Linked DNA regions of Gasterosteus aculeatus: region 2 is linked to region 1. A link is a contact called in public Hi-C data. All regions are on one chromosome and are shown on one strand. Each heading gives the region's core, a stretch centred on a gene start, on an enhancer-like site or on the middle of the called end of the contact. The rest is flanking DNA. Distances are from core to core; before and after follow the strand shown. Region 1 overlaps mphosph9 (M-phase phosphoprotein 9). Region 2 overlaps pitpnm2 (phosphatidylinositol transfer protein, membrane-associated 2).

Region 1 (5,898 bases), core at 1,881-4,380:
CGCCGGGTCCCCGGGGAACGACGAGGAGGGTTGTGAGAGGAGGGACAAGCGTCACTGGTCCCCCAGCCTCCAGGAAGACACAGAGACAAATGGGATTAGGGGCCAGCAGGATTTACCAACTGAGCCATTGGACCACCAGCAGAAAACCTCTGGGTGAGTTTATTAAAGACTCACTGAGGTTCTCACACGTTAGAGGAGCAAGTTCCATCTGCTTTTTAAGTTCAGCTTCTTACATTTAAAGAAATCAACTCACAAGATTCAGTTGATTTTTGCGACTGACTCCAAGCTGAAGGAGCTGCACACTTTAGCCCCCGCTAGCACACTTTAGCCCCCGCTAGCACACTTTAGCCCCCGCTAGCACAATTTAGCCCCCGCTAGCACACTTTAGCCCCCGCTAGCACACTTTAGCCCTCACTAGCACACTTTAGCCCCCACTAGCACACTTTAGCCCCCGCTAGCACACTTTAACCCTTGTTAGCATACTTTAGCCCCCGCTAGCACACTTTAGCCCCCCAATAGCATACTTTAACCCTTGTTAGCATACTTTAGCCCCCACTAGCACACTTTAGCCCCCGCTAGCACACTTTAACTCTTGTTAGCATACTTTAGCCCCCTCTAGCACACTTTAGCCCCCCGCTAGCACACTTTAGCCCCCGCTAGAACACTTTAGCCCCCGCTAGCACGCTTTAGCCCCTGCTGGCACACTTTAGCCCTCGCTAGCACACTTTAGCCCTCGCTAGCACACTTTAGCCCCCCAATAGCACACTTTAATCCTTGTTAGCATACTTTAGCCCCCACCAGCACACTTTAGCCCCTGTTAGCAGTCTTTTTCCAGGACCATAACCTCCTCTTCTGTTGGCAGCACCAGCCAGCTGCTGACCTCCTGGGCCCAGAGGCAGAAGCTGCAGGCCAAGAGGAGCAGAGCGGGACCGGCTTCATCCCAAACCCCCGAGGACGAGGAGCAGCCACTCGGCCCCCGAGAATCTCACAAACCAACGGACCTCCACGACCAGGTAGGACTCGGCGGGTAGTCACAGATTGAGTCCATATGGGGGAAATGGGTCGTGAATGTTCCCAGCGGCTCTGATCCACTTGTCTCTCACCGGGTTTTAGCCGCCGTCCGGCTCCTTCTGCCTGAGGAGGAGCGACAGCCTGACGTCTGAGGCATCGGGTGAGTTATTCAGAGACGCGTCGCTACGACACCGCGTGACTAATAGAATAAACTACTACCACAGGTGACAGTAAGATGGCGCCGTTGTATCAGCGATGAGGTGATGAGGAACAAAATGTCCACTTTTTCATTTCCTGCAACATTTCTTTTCTTTTCTTTTCATTAACTTTGACAAGTGTCACATTAAATCATTATGAAGCCACATGGTATTATATTGTGTGTCAGTATTTTTGACATTCTTCTTTCCTCTCAGCACCAAAACGCTTTAGTTCCTACGGAAATGTTATATCTTTAAATCTTTTTATGTGTATGGCTCAGAGGAAAAATAGATATCAGGCTGCGCGAGATGGATATTACTTTTAAGCTGATACGGTTTTGATCCCATCACTATTGCATTTAAAAGAAAAATATATCATCACCAAACCAATCTTCTCAAATCGACTATATTAAGAAATATGACATTTGTAATGAGTTTTTTTATCTGCAGCAAGCCACACAGCAGGGTGCACAAGCCACCAGCCTATTTTACATAAAGCCCTTCTCCACATTCATACGCATGAACATGTTCTTATGCAAAGGCCCACCTTAGCACCGAGGAGTATTTCTGTCCCATCAAGCAGAGGGTTCTCAAATTAAAGGAATTAAACCCACGTTTTCCATTCAGTCACTTTATACTGTGGATTATTTTTATTACTTTCAACCAAAAGAGCCAGCGACCGCTTTGATAGAGATAGTAAAAGCTCATGGGTGTTTTAATCTCTGCTGTTTTAAATGGGTTACAATGACTCCGCTCTGTCGCAGGCCTCACGTACTGGCGTCTGACCGAGAGTGAACTTTACCACCCGCTGCCGGACAGCTTCGACAGCGGCGCTTACCTCCTCCTGCAGGAGGCGTCCTTGAGTCTTGTGAGTCACCGTGGCAACCGTCGCCGCGTTTTCATTGCTATTAGACAAACATAAAAACAACATGTAAGACTTGGGACAGAATTTTGCTCTTGAGGGGCCTCTCCTCCTAAAGGTCTCGTCTCCGTCGGTTGCAGAGTCCGTCTCAGGAGGCTCGTCCGTCTCTCAGAGAAATCTACAAGAACAAACAAAGAACCGACTGGGAAGGCTCCGTCACCTCCAGTCCTTCGTCTCCACGGGTACGTCGCGCTTTACTATTAGTAGCATTGGTGACCACTTTGTGAAGATCAGGCGGCGACCTCCAGTCAGAGCTTCATGTGTTAAAGTTGCATTATCACTAGTGACCCTTAGGGGGCGACTCCTCCCGTCCCATAGGAGTCTATGAGGTAATTATTCTACTTCTCTCTGTATTCCCTCAGTAAACATTGTAAACATGAGTTTATGGCTTCAAGTCTTCAACACAACATGATGCTCAGGTAGTAAATTAAGGCCAATTGATGAATTTGAGCAAGCGTTCAACGGCAGCTTTCACTTTTCAATACTCGAATATCGAGGTTCGTATCCCTCATTTTGAGCTCAGAATTTTTTTTTTTTTCTTCAAGTCTTCAACACAACATGATGCTCAGGTAGTAAATTACGCTGCTGTTCCTCTCTTAAGGTGTTGACTTTGGATCCGGCAGCAAACCAGCGGCAGTCGGATCGAACCTCTGGCTTCACTTCGCCCTCTCACTTCAGCAGCCCGTCGTTCGCCGCTCGGCCCCCCCACTCCCCCGGAGCCGGGACCCCCGACAGCACGGTGGAGAGCAGCCGCAACCCGGGAGACACGGACTGCATCTCCGACGCCTCCAGCGCTTCGGCAGCCGGACCGTCCCCTTCCGACGTGCAAAAGCTGTGGGGAAACGCGGCCCGCGCCCCCCCGTTCATCCTCCACGGCGAGACCCGGCGGCGCCCCCTCGCGTCCAGCCAGCAACGCGGCGCAGCCACCCCCTTAACCAGCGAGGAGGAGGGCAGCAACACCCCCTGCAGCACCCTGAAGCCCCGGTCGGCCTCCGGCGCGTCTGCAGCCGGGCCACACGTGGAGAGAGCCGCTTCTCTGGAGGACCCGGTGGTCCTTTCTCTGTGAGGACGCGGGTTCCACTGTTGATTCACTGCGCCAGATGTTGACTTCCTTGTTGTTGTTTATTCAGCTCCTTTCTTCAACACATTCACAGACTGAGGCAGAACCTGAGAGAGAAGCACTCCCGACACGTGGCGGATCTGAAAGCGTATTACGAGTCCGAGATTCAAGGCCTGCGAGACAAACTGAACCTCCGAGATCTTCCCCGGGACCTGGAGGAGAGCAACCAGGCCCTCGCAGAGAGGTGATCCTCATCGCCTTCTTTAGAAGCTGCCGCGTTCTCCTCTTACATGCACTTGTTTACGACAAGCTTCCCGGCAACAAACAAAGCGCCGTCTTCTTCCTGCTTCCTTTGTGCCGGGAATTGAGTCTTAAAGTTCATATTCCCCACATTTCCCCATCATGATATCTCACTTCAGTTTCATTCCTTTTCCTATCTGCGTAATTGTGATTCGTGTTTGTGCACAGGTGCAAACATCTGGAGGAAGCTCTGGCTGAGGCCACCGGACGCATCCGACACCTGCAGGCGTCCAACGGCGTGTTGGAGAAAAAACTGGTAGGTGGTTCATTTTATCTTCTCACCAGCATTAATTCTCTGAGGCATTCTCGTTAGAACCTGGACGTCACCCCCTAATGGCCACGTGACTCTCCCCCGTTAGGCAGCCTGGCCGGAGCGGTACGCCGTGGCGGGCGCCGCCGTGAAGACCTTGCAGCAGCGGCTTGAAGACGGCAGGCGCTCGGGCAAAGAGAAGGACGCCTCGGTCGCTCGCCTGAAGGCCCACGTGCGGCAGCTGGAGGAGGCGCTGCAGAAAAGCTGCAGGGAGGCCGAAGAGGGGGAGGCGAGGAGGGAGAGGGAGTACAAGATGCTGCAGGATGTGAGTCTGAGATGACGTCATACGACCTCTGACCTCGAAAGCTCAACCTCATCTTATTTAACCGATACCTTAAAGTCGCTTTCCACACCCACCATGAAACATGTTCTTCTATATGTTGAGGATGTATTTAGTCATCTGGGGGCACCAACCAGATATCTCAGAACATTTTATATTTTATACAACAGTGGAACTTATTAAATGACTTACTGCCTCCTCCACCAGACTCCATTCAGAAAAACACTCATTCTAATCAGCACTGATCTTCTTTATAACGGAGGTCTCTGTCCTGTTTGTGCAGCTCCTCGGACAATACGACTCCCTGGGGAAGGAGCACGAGGGACTGAAGGTAACGGATCTCTAACCATCTATAGATATGGATCTATCAATCTACTGTACATACGTGTTTAGTGGTTTGGTCGTCTCTTTAAACCTGTTGTCCTTCATCTTTGTGTATCCACAGAACAACCTGGTGTCCACAGAGCACAAACTCGTCGATGCCACCGATCAAATATCAGAACTGAAGAGGTGAGCAGGTCGATTTTAATTTACCTCCAGCAAACTCTCATTTGCACGGCTTGTTTTTCTAGTATATAAAGTTGTAAAAAGTTATGCAACTGTGTACTTTTATGGTGTCCAATGAAAGCACATCTATAGAATAGTTTTCTTGCCTCAACATTAAAGCCTTAAGAATATTATTAGCATTATTGTGGAAAACTTGCTGATGTTGCTGTTGTGGAGTTTTGATCGTCTCATCTATCGCTCAGCAGGAAAGATAATACGTGTTTTGACCATATTTTCTGCTACTGCCTCCCCCCCTCCCACCTCCCCTAGACTAATCTCCAAACTGGAGTCTCAAGTGAAGCAGCTGGAGCACGAGAACCAGGCGAAGGCTCGTCATTCTTCTCACAGCAACACACAACCATCTGGGGCCGGGTGAGCACCTCCGTGTTCTGATGCTCCGTGTCTGATCTACAGCAGCTAGATGCTTGTGTGTACACACATGGTTATTTACACACATATCGCCTCTGTGAATCCCACGTGCTGCGTCAAAGGTTACGTTAGCTTTGCTGCTGAAGCCTCCTGTGATGTCAGCACACAAACACTCAGGCTGCAGAGCTTCTTAGCTGGACGTGCAAGTGTAAATGTCCTCTTGTCTGCAGTCTCCTCCACCATCCTGACCTGCTGAGGTCTCCGGCTAAAAGCACCGCCCAGACGGACGTCCCCCGCAGGAAGTCCCCCTCCGACAAATCACCTCTCCCCCAAACTACCTCCTCCAGCGTCCACCGGAAGTCTCAGTACTTGTCCAACGATCAGCGAGCAAGCTCTGTGGACTCCTCCTCGGCTGGGGGGAGCTGGAGGTGCGTTCTGATCCTTCTGCACGTTCTCAGGATCTGGATCGCTTCGGGGAAATCGGCGATTTAACCGACGTTCCGTCCCACAGGTGTGCGTCTCCCCCGGAGTGTGAGCAGGCGCTGCCTCAGCAGAGCCAGCGGGACGCCGCCCGCAGGGAGGGAAGCTGCTCCCTGACCCCCATGATGAGGGCCCTCATACAGCTGGAGGAGACCAGAGCCACGGAGAGCCGGGCCCCCTGTAAGAACCCCCGTCCCCCGTCCCCCCTGCGCACACAGACGCATTAGAAAGACATCGACAATCAGCGCTGATTGGACAGCCACTTAAAAACAGGGCCAATTTTCATTTTTAATCGCCTTGAACGCAAAATGATGATCAGTTGGAAGGAAAGCAGTGATACATTCGGAGGAAAGGGGACACATGGTTTCAGAGGACGTGTCCAAACGTGAGTCCTAAACATTACAAATATTTTAATGCACCAAA
Region 2 (5,898 bases), core at 976-3,475, 33 kb after region 1:
TGTTGCTACATCTGAACACCTCTGTAGTGCATGACACTTTTTATTGGTTTCAGGGTAATAATGATAATTTAGGTAAATGTGCCAAACAGTGCAGAGCTTTAGAGGAGAGTGTTTAGACCAGGGGGGATTTTCCAAAGTGTGACACCTCCATCTTCCTCTCATTCACCGTTCTCTTACTTCTGGTTGGAAGATCATCAGGACGTGAACGGGAAGAAAGGTGTTCGGCTGGAATGTTTTGTGTTTCGGCAAATAAAAAGTGTGCCGGCGAAGGTGTTGGCACTTCCTGTCCACGTTGTGCCAGTGAAGCGTACAGACATCCGCCATCGGCGCTTTGAAACACACACAAAAAAAGGTGTTTCTGCGGCAAATCCTGCTGCTTTGAGAAGGAATCTGAACATCTGGGTGTTGATCCTCCCAGTTTGAACCCCCCTGATTTAGACTCTACCCAGCCATGTGTTTTGAGTGAGAAGGATGTAACTCACTTCCTCGACCGGATGTCGGAGATTCTACTCCTGTTTCGATCTGTTATCTGCGTCTGAGAAGGACTTTTAGAGGTCGGGCGTGTCGCTCTAATCGTTGACAATAAGCTTTTTACGGAGCTTGAGCTTCTGCTGTGTAGTGAACGCCATGTTTTTGGCTCCCAGCCCGTTTGTTGAATGTCTGCCGTTTGGATTGTGAGGCTGCTCAGTGTACATACTGTACAGATGTATATGTAGGACTTATATGGTGGAGAACTATTTATTTACCTAAAGATCATTATGATGTTCTGGAAATTTCAGGTGAAATATATTTGAAGAAATGTAGCATTTTTATTTGTGGCTTCGGTGGTCGTCACGGCTACGGACCAACACAGGAAGGGGTTTTATTTCATCATTTTGGTCGTTTTTTTAAATTATGTTTTTCTTACCAGTGCAATATTGTTGTTAGTCACAGCCACGATCACAGCAGGGGGCACAATGGACACACAAACGCACACCTGGTGAGAGCTGTTTGTACCCGAGCTCCGCTCTTCTTACAACCCGCCGGGCGCTTCAAGGAACTCGTTTTCATAAACCGGAGTCTTTTCTCAGCATGAAGAGCGTTTTAAAAAAAGGCGGGAAGGAAGCGGCTCAGTTTAAGAGCCGCCGCATGTCGTCCAGTCGGATCGGAGCTTCGTAACCGTCACGCTTCACGGTGATAAAAACAGTCATGTTGTCCGCTACGTCGTCGCTGTTTAAAGGAAATATATATCCATAGATTCCGCTGATTATATCTGAGAATATTACAATTATTGCCACGTTTTGAATAAGACTTGTCCGGGGTAGTTTTTGAAATGCACAGTCCAGTGTTTTAATTACTGCGGAGGTTTTTCTTGTGTTACCACTTTTTAATAAAGCACCTTCTTAAGAAGAAGAAATACGTTTTTAAGAAATTACTTTATTAATGGTTAAAGGAACAGTTTTCCCTTTTGGAGAGTAGGACGTAAGGTCGACACCCCACCATGTTTTATGTTTTATTTAGCTTTAGCTTTAGCTTAGCACAAAGAATGGGAGCAAACCGCTAACCTGAGTGTCAATGCAGCTAGAAAATAACTTCAGATGAATAAATGCAGAAATGACTTCATCTTGTTATTAGAAGATATGAGGAAACCGCATGGGTAATTATGAGTTGATTACAAACCGTTTAAACAGCAACGGGACTTTTATTAAACTGTTAAGTCATTAATAAATCTATACATCTTGCATAATAGGTGCCTTATTAATAAGTTGTACAAAGATCTATATGATTTAATGATTGATAAATCCAAACTGGATGTTAGACGTAGGTCTCTGACGGACATAAACAATTTTAAATGTCAAAATATGCGGTGGCAATGATTAAAATATATTTTGGATGTATGCAGTTTTAGATTTGGGCTTGACATGCTCATGTATTTAAATTCACCCTGTTATTTAGCATTTGTAAGCATCATAAACACTTAATAACTGTGATTGCTTTAAAGTAATTCATAAGATATTTAATAGGTTAACACCCCCTACATTATAAAGCATCTATATTTGGATAATGATGGAATCTTTAAAGAACATAACGTTGTTATAAACATACGTTTGGGTTTTAGATTAAAATCATAAACATTATTAATCCTGCCTGCAAATACATGAGTACATGCACATAAACAGTCAGGATCTTTCACATTTCTGTTCTGTTTTTAAGCATTTATACATATTATACATGCTTCATAGGATGGGCTATAGTCATATATGTGTAACTGTTTACAACTTCCAAAACATGAAGTGTTATGAACCACTCATTAAGTTATAATATACTCCTAAATGCTTTAAAAAGTGTTTTCATTATTTTGTCCGTACCAGTATACCGATGGTCCGCTGATGAAACCACTTTGTGTATTTGATGAACAACGCTACGGTTTCAGGTTCTCTCGTCTCCTGTTTCATTTGTGTGCGGGCAGATCGGGGTGACCTCTGACCTCTGCCCGACCTCCGGCTCTGCCCACCATTGTCTCTTCTGTGGAATAAATACAATTGGACGGTAACGCGACATGTTTGTGATTTGACTTTGTTTATACTCAAAATATAGCTGTGAGTAACTAATGGCTTGCTGTAATATTGAGAGTCCTCCAGGAGAACCGGCAGGTCGACATTTGTGGTTTTGATTGAAATATATTTACAGCTATTTTCGGCCTTTTATGGACTCAATATTATTAGATGATATCTAAATTCTGAGTCCATTTAACATACATAGTATTTAAATTGAATAATACTAATACAATTAGTTAATTGAGTCGACAGAGCTGCACAAATAATCATGCAGTTCATCTATATTTAGTAAATAGAACAGGAATATGTAAGTATGTATATATTTTATTTCAATATGCATTTTTCCCTTCATTTTGAATTTCCATTTTTGTGCACATTACAATTTTGTAAAGCAAAATTTCAGGAAGAAAAAAAAAACACTTGCATGTATGCAGAAAATATTTGTTCAACAAAAACAGAACCAGGTGAGTTCTCCTGTGACGCAAACAGCTTGGTGAGTCTCGGGCGGAAGCACCTCGTAGCACCTGAGGCTGGTAGCGCCTCGTAGCACCTGAGGCTGGTAGCGCCTCGTAGCACCTGAGGCTGGTAGCGCCTCGTGGCACCTGAGGCTGGTAGCGCCTCGTGGCACCTGAGGCTGGTAGCGCCTCGTGGCACCTGAGGCTGGTAGCGCCTCGTGGCACCTGAGGCTGGTAGCGCCTCGTAGCACCTGGGGCTGGTAGCGCCTCGTAGCACCTGAGGCTGGTAGCGCCTCGTAGCACCTGGGGCTGGTAGCGCCTCGTAGCACCTGGGGCTGGTAGCACCTGAGGCTGGTAGCGCCTCGTAGCACCTGAGGCTGGTAGCGCCTCGTAGCACCTGAGGCTGGTAGCGCCTCGTAGCACCTGAGGCTGGTAGCGCCTCGTAGCACCTGAGGCTGGTAGCGCCTCGTGGCACCTGAGGCTGGTAGCGCCTCGTGGCACCTGAGGCTGGTAGCGCCTCGTGGCACCTGAGGCTGGTAGCGCCTCGTGGCACCTGAGGCTGGTAGCGCCTCGTGGCACCTGAGGCTGGTAGCGCCTCGTAGCACCTGGGGCTGGTAGCGCCTCGTAGCACCTGAGGCTGGTAGCGCCTCGTAGCACCTGAGGCTGGTAGCGCCTCGTAGCACCTGAGGCTGGTAGCGCCTCGTAGCACCTGGGGCTGGTAGCGCCTCGTAGCACCTGGGGCTGGTAGCACCTGAGGCTGGTAGCGCCTCGTAGCACCTGAGGCTGGTAGCGCCTCGTAGCACCTGAGGCTGGTAGCGCCTCGTAGCACCTGAGGCTGGTAGCGCCTCGTAGCACCTGAGGCTGGTAGCGCCTCGTAGCACCTGGGGCTGGTAGCGCCTCGTAGCACCTGGGGCTGGTAGCACCTGAGGCTGGTAGCGCCTCGTAGCACCTGAGGGTGGTTGTGCCACCTGAGATGATGGATTGTTTGTTCTGCTGATTGAAAATATTTTTTGCAGTGCAGAGATAAAATAAAACCAGTAGAGCTGCTGTCATCGATGACTGTTCTGTCCAGTGGCGTTTCGTTCATTTCTACCTGCAATGCCGATGCAGGAGTCCTAAGGCTTATTGACTCCTGATTTTGTTTTATCTTTTTACCAATTAAAAAAGACTGTTTTTACCACAGAAATCTGAATCCCCATTCCAAACCTCATTCACAACTTCTTAATTTAAGTTTTCAATCCAACCATATACCTATATTGTATGATTTAATTAACAAGCCTTGCTTACTCAGCATGTCACAGGACTTTTCTACATCAAGAACTACTGCAAACAGACGCTCTGGCGTCCTGGAAGTCGCTAAATGACGTCATCGCCTAGTTTGCGTAATGGGAACGTGCGACGTGGGATCAGCGGCGGCTTTGATTCATTATCAGTCTGGAGCGGGACGTGATGATCTCCCGAGGTACTGACAGTAGCTGATAGCAGGAAAGTCTCCAATAACCGCAGGAAGAGTCGCTAGTCGCTTTTGAAACGAAACCAAGTCGCCAAACCCCGGTTGGACGGACTGAGCCGCGTCTACTGGTGAGGTTTTAATCTTAACCGCTAGCAGAGCAGAGGCGGGAAAAACCCTCCTTTTAAAAGATAAATAAATAAATAAATCCACTGTGGCTGCGCACGTGACGTCTGTGCCTACTCTTCGAATCGAGTATTTTCTAAATAAATATATTGTTTCTGCTTTGTGTCGCAATGTTGAACGTTGTTGTGCTGGGTTCCTGGTTGTAGCCGCGGCTAACGCTAGCTTAGATGCTACAGGCGGACGTGGTAAAGGGGGAGGAGCCTCAGGGCGGAGACTTGACGCATCGATCGCTGGCAACGAGGAACGGCAATTTGTCATTGTAACAAATATTACAATATAATTTTATTAGTTTTATACCCTCTAAGTGTTCCAAGTCGTGTCAAATTAAATATATGTTTTTTAAGTTTGAATGTAAGAGACGCTGTTCTGCAATCTTAAATAAAGTGCTCCTCTGAAATCAATGCGCCAGAGCAGCACAAGTGTATTTATCCGCAGCTGAAAATAGTCCCCAACAAATGCCTTATTCCCTTAAAATCCCCTTTAAACATTCGCTTAAAACAGGTAAAGTAGCTTGAGGAAATTACTACTTTTAGACTGAACGTATTTAGGCTGAGAACCACAGACTTGGCAGGAAAGTCAGTAGTAATTAATGGAATTAATCTTAACTAAATTTGTTGGCAGCAACTAAATTGACAAACACAAGCCTCAAAAAGAAACAAGTAAAGCAACAAGAAGTAGATTCTTTATTTTGGCAAATAAAAACTTACTGTTTCAGCAATTGTTGGATGGGAGACTGAAATCAATCACTATGTCTTTGATTATAGTGCCCCCATTGGGTCAATTAATGTAAAGCAAGGTTAGTGTCTCTCAATCAAACATATGTTACATACAGTATCAACACAAACACACAGTGGCTCATTTTACACACAGACAACAGCCCGTTCCCCTCAGAGCTGAAACAAGGGAGGGGGGGGGCAGGAGTAAAATCCTCCTAATATTGCACAAAATGGCAAAAATTGTTTATAAAATTGGCCAAAGTGAGGATAAGCAATGATTTGACTCTATAAAAATGTATTCAAAACAAATAGTTGTTCACCTTTTTTTTTTTCTTCTTTTAAGTAATGAAGCACTTGTGACGTTTCACACATACAAAACCTTGTAGACACACTTCACGGGAGGATGGGAGAGCGGAGACGGCGCTCTGGCCTGATGCATGATGGGAAGCGACGGCGGCCTGTACAGCAAAGAGGTGGAGGAGAGACCACACGCACAGAAGACAGTAAGTTGTAAATTCACAGCTGAGCTACATCAGCTCTGGACCTCCTCGGCG

What was found. A called contact is a pair of places that touch in the nucleus more often than the background predicts.
Region 2: a Hi-C map of skeletal muscle shows a contact between it and region 1, with 4 times the contacts expected there. The contact joins two enhancer-like sites. A contact is called at or near these places in 3 of 6 Hi-C or Micro-C datasets (skeletal muscle and whole body).

Annotation. Positions count from the first base shown.
Region 1 is chr14:1,804,426-1,810,323 of fGasAcu3.hap1.1, forward strand. It overlaps mphosph9 (M-phase phosphoprotein 9), which reads left to right. Exons shown (of 24, transcript XM_040197338.2): 5 at 1-153; 6 at 863-1,013; 7 at 1,114-1,171; 8 at 1,973-2,076; 9 at 2,211-2,312; 10 at 2,732-3,192; 11 at 3,285-3,434; 12 at 3,659-3,746; 13 at 3,850-4,065; 14 at 4,364-4,411; 15 at 4,526-4,590; 16 at 4,897-4,998; 17 at 5,226-5,423; 18 at 5,507-5,655. Among protein-coding and RNA genes, the nearest start is that of mphosph9, 6.4 kb to the left of the region's middle. Within about 2 kb of position 3,131, at least 2 of the 9 cell types and tissues checked have open chromatin away from gene starts, as enhancers often do.
Region 2 is chr14:1,838,741-1,844,638 of fGasAcu3.hap1.1, forward strand. pitpnm2 (phosphatidylinositol transfer protein, membrane-associated 2) reads left to right here. Exons shown (of 28, transcript XM_078088765.1): 28 at 1-2,533. It overlaps LOC120831705 (kinesin-like protein KIF2A), which reads right to left. Exons shown (of 21, transcript XM_078088770.1): 21 at 5,293-5,898. Among protein-coding and RNA genes, the nearest start is that of LOC120831705, 11 kb to the right of the region's middle. Within about 2 kb of position 2,226, at least 1 of the 9 cell types and tissues checked has open chromatin away from gene starts, as enhancers often do.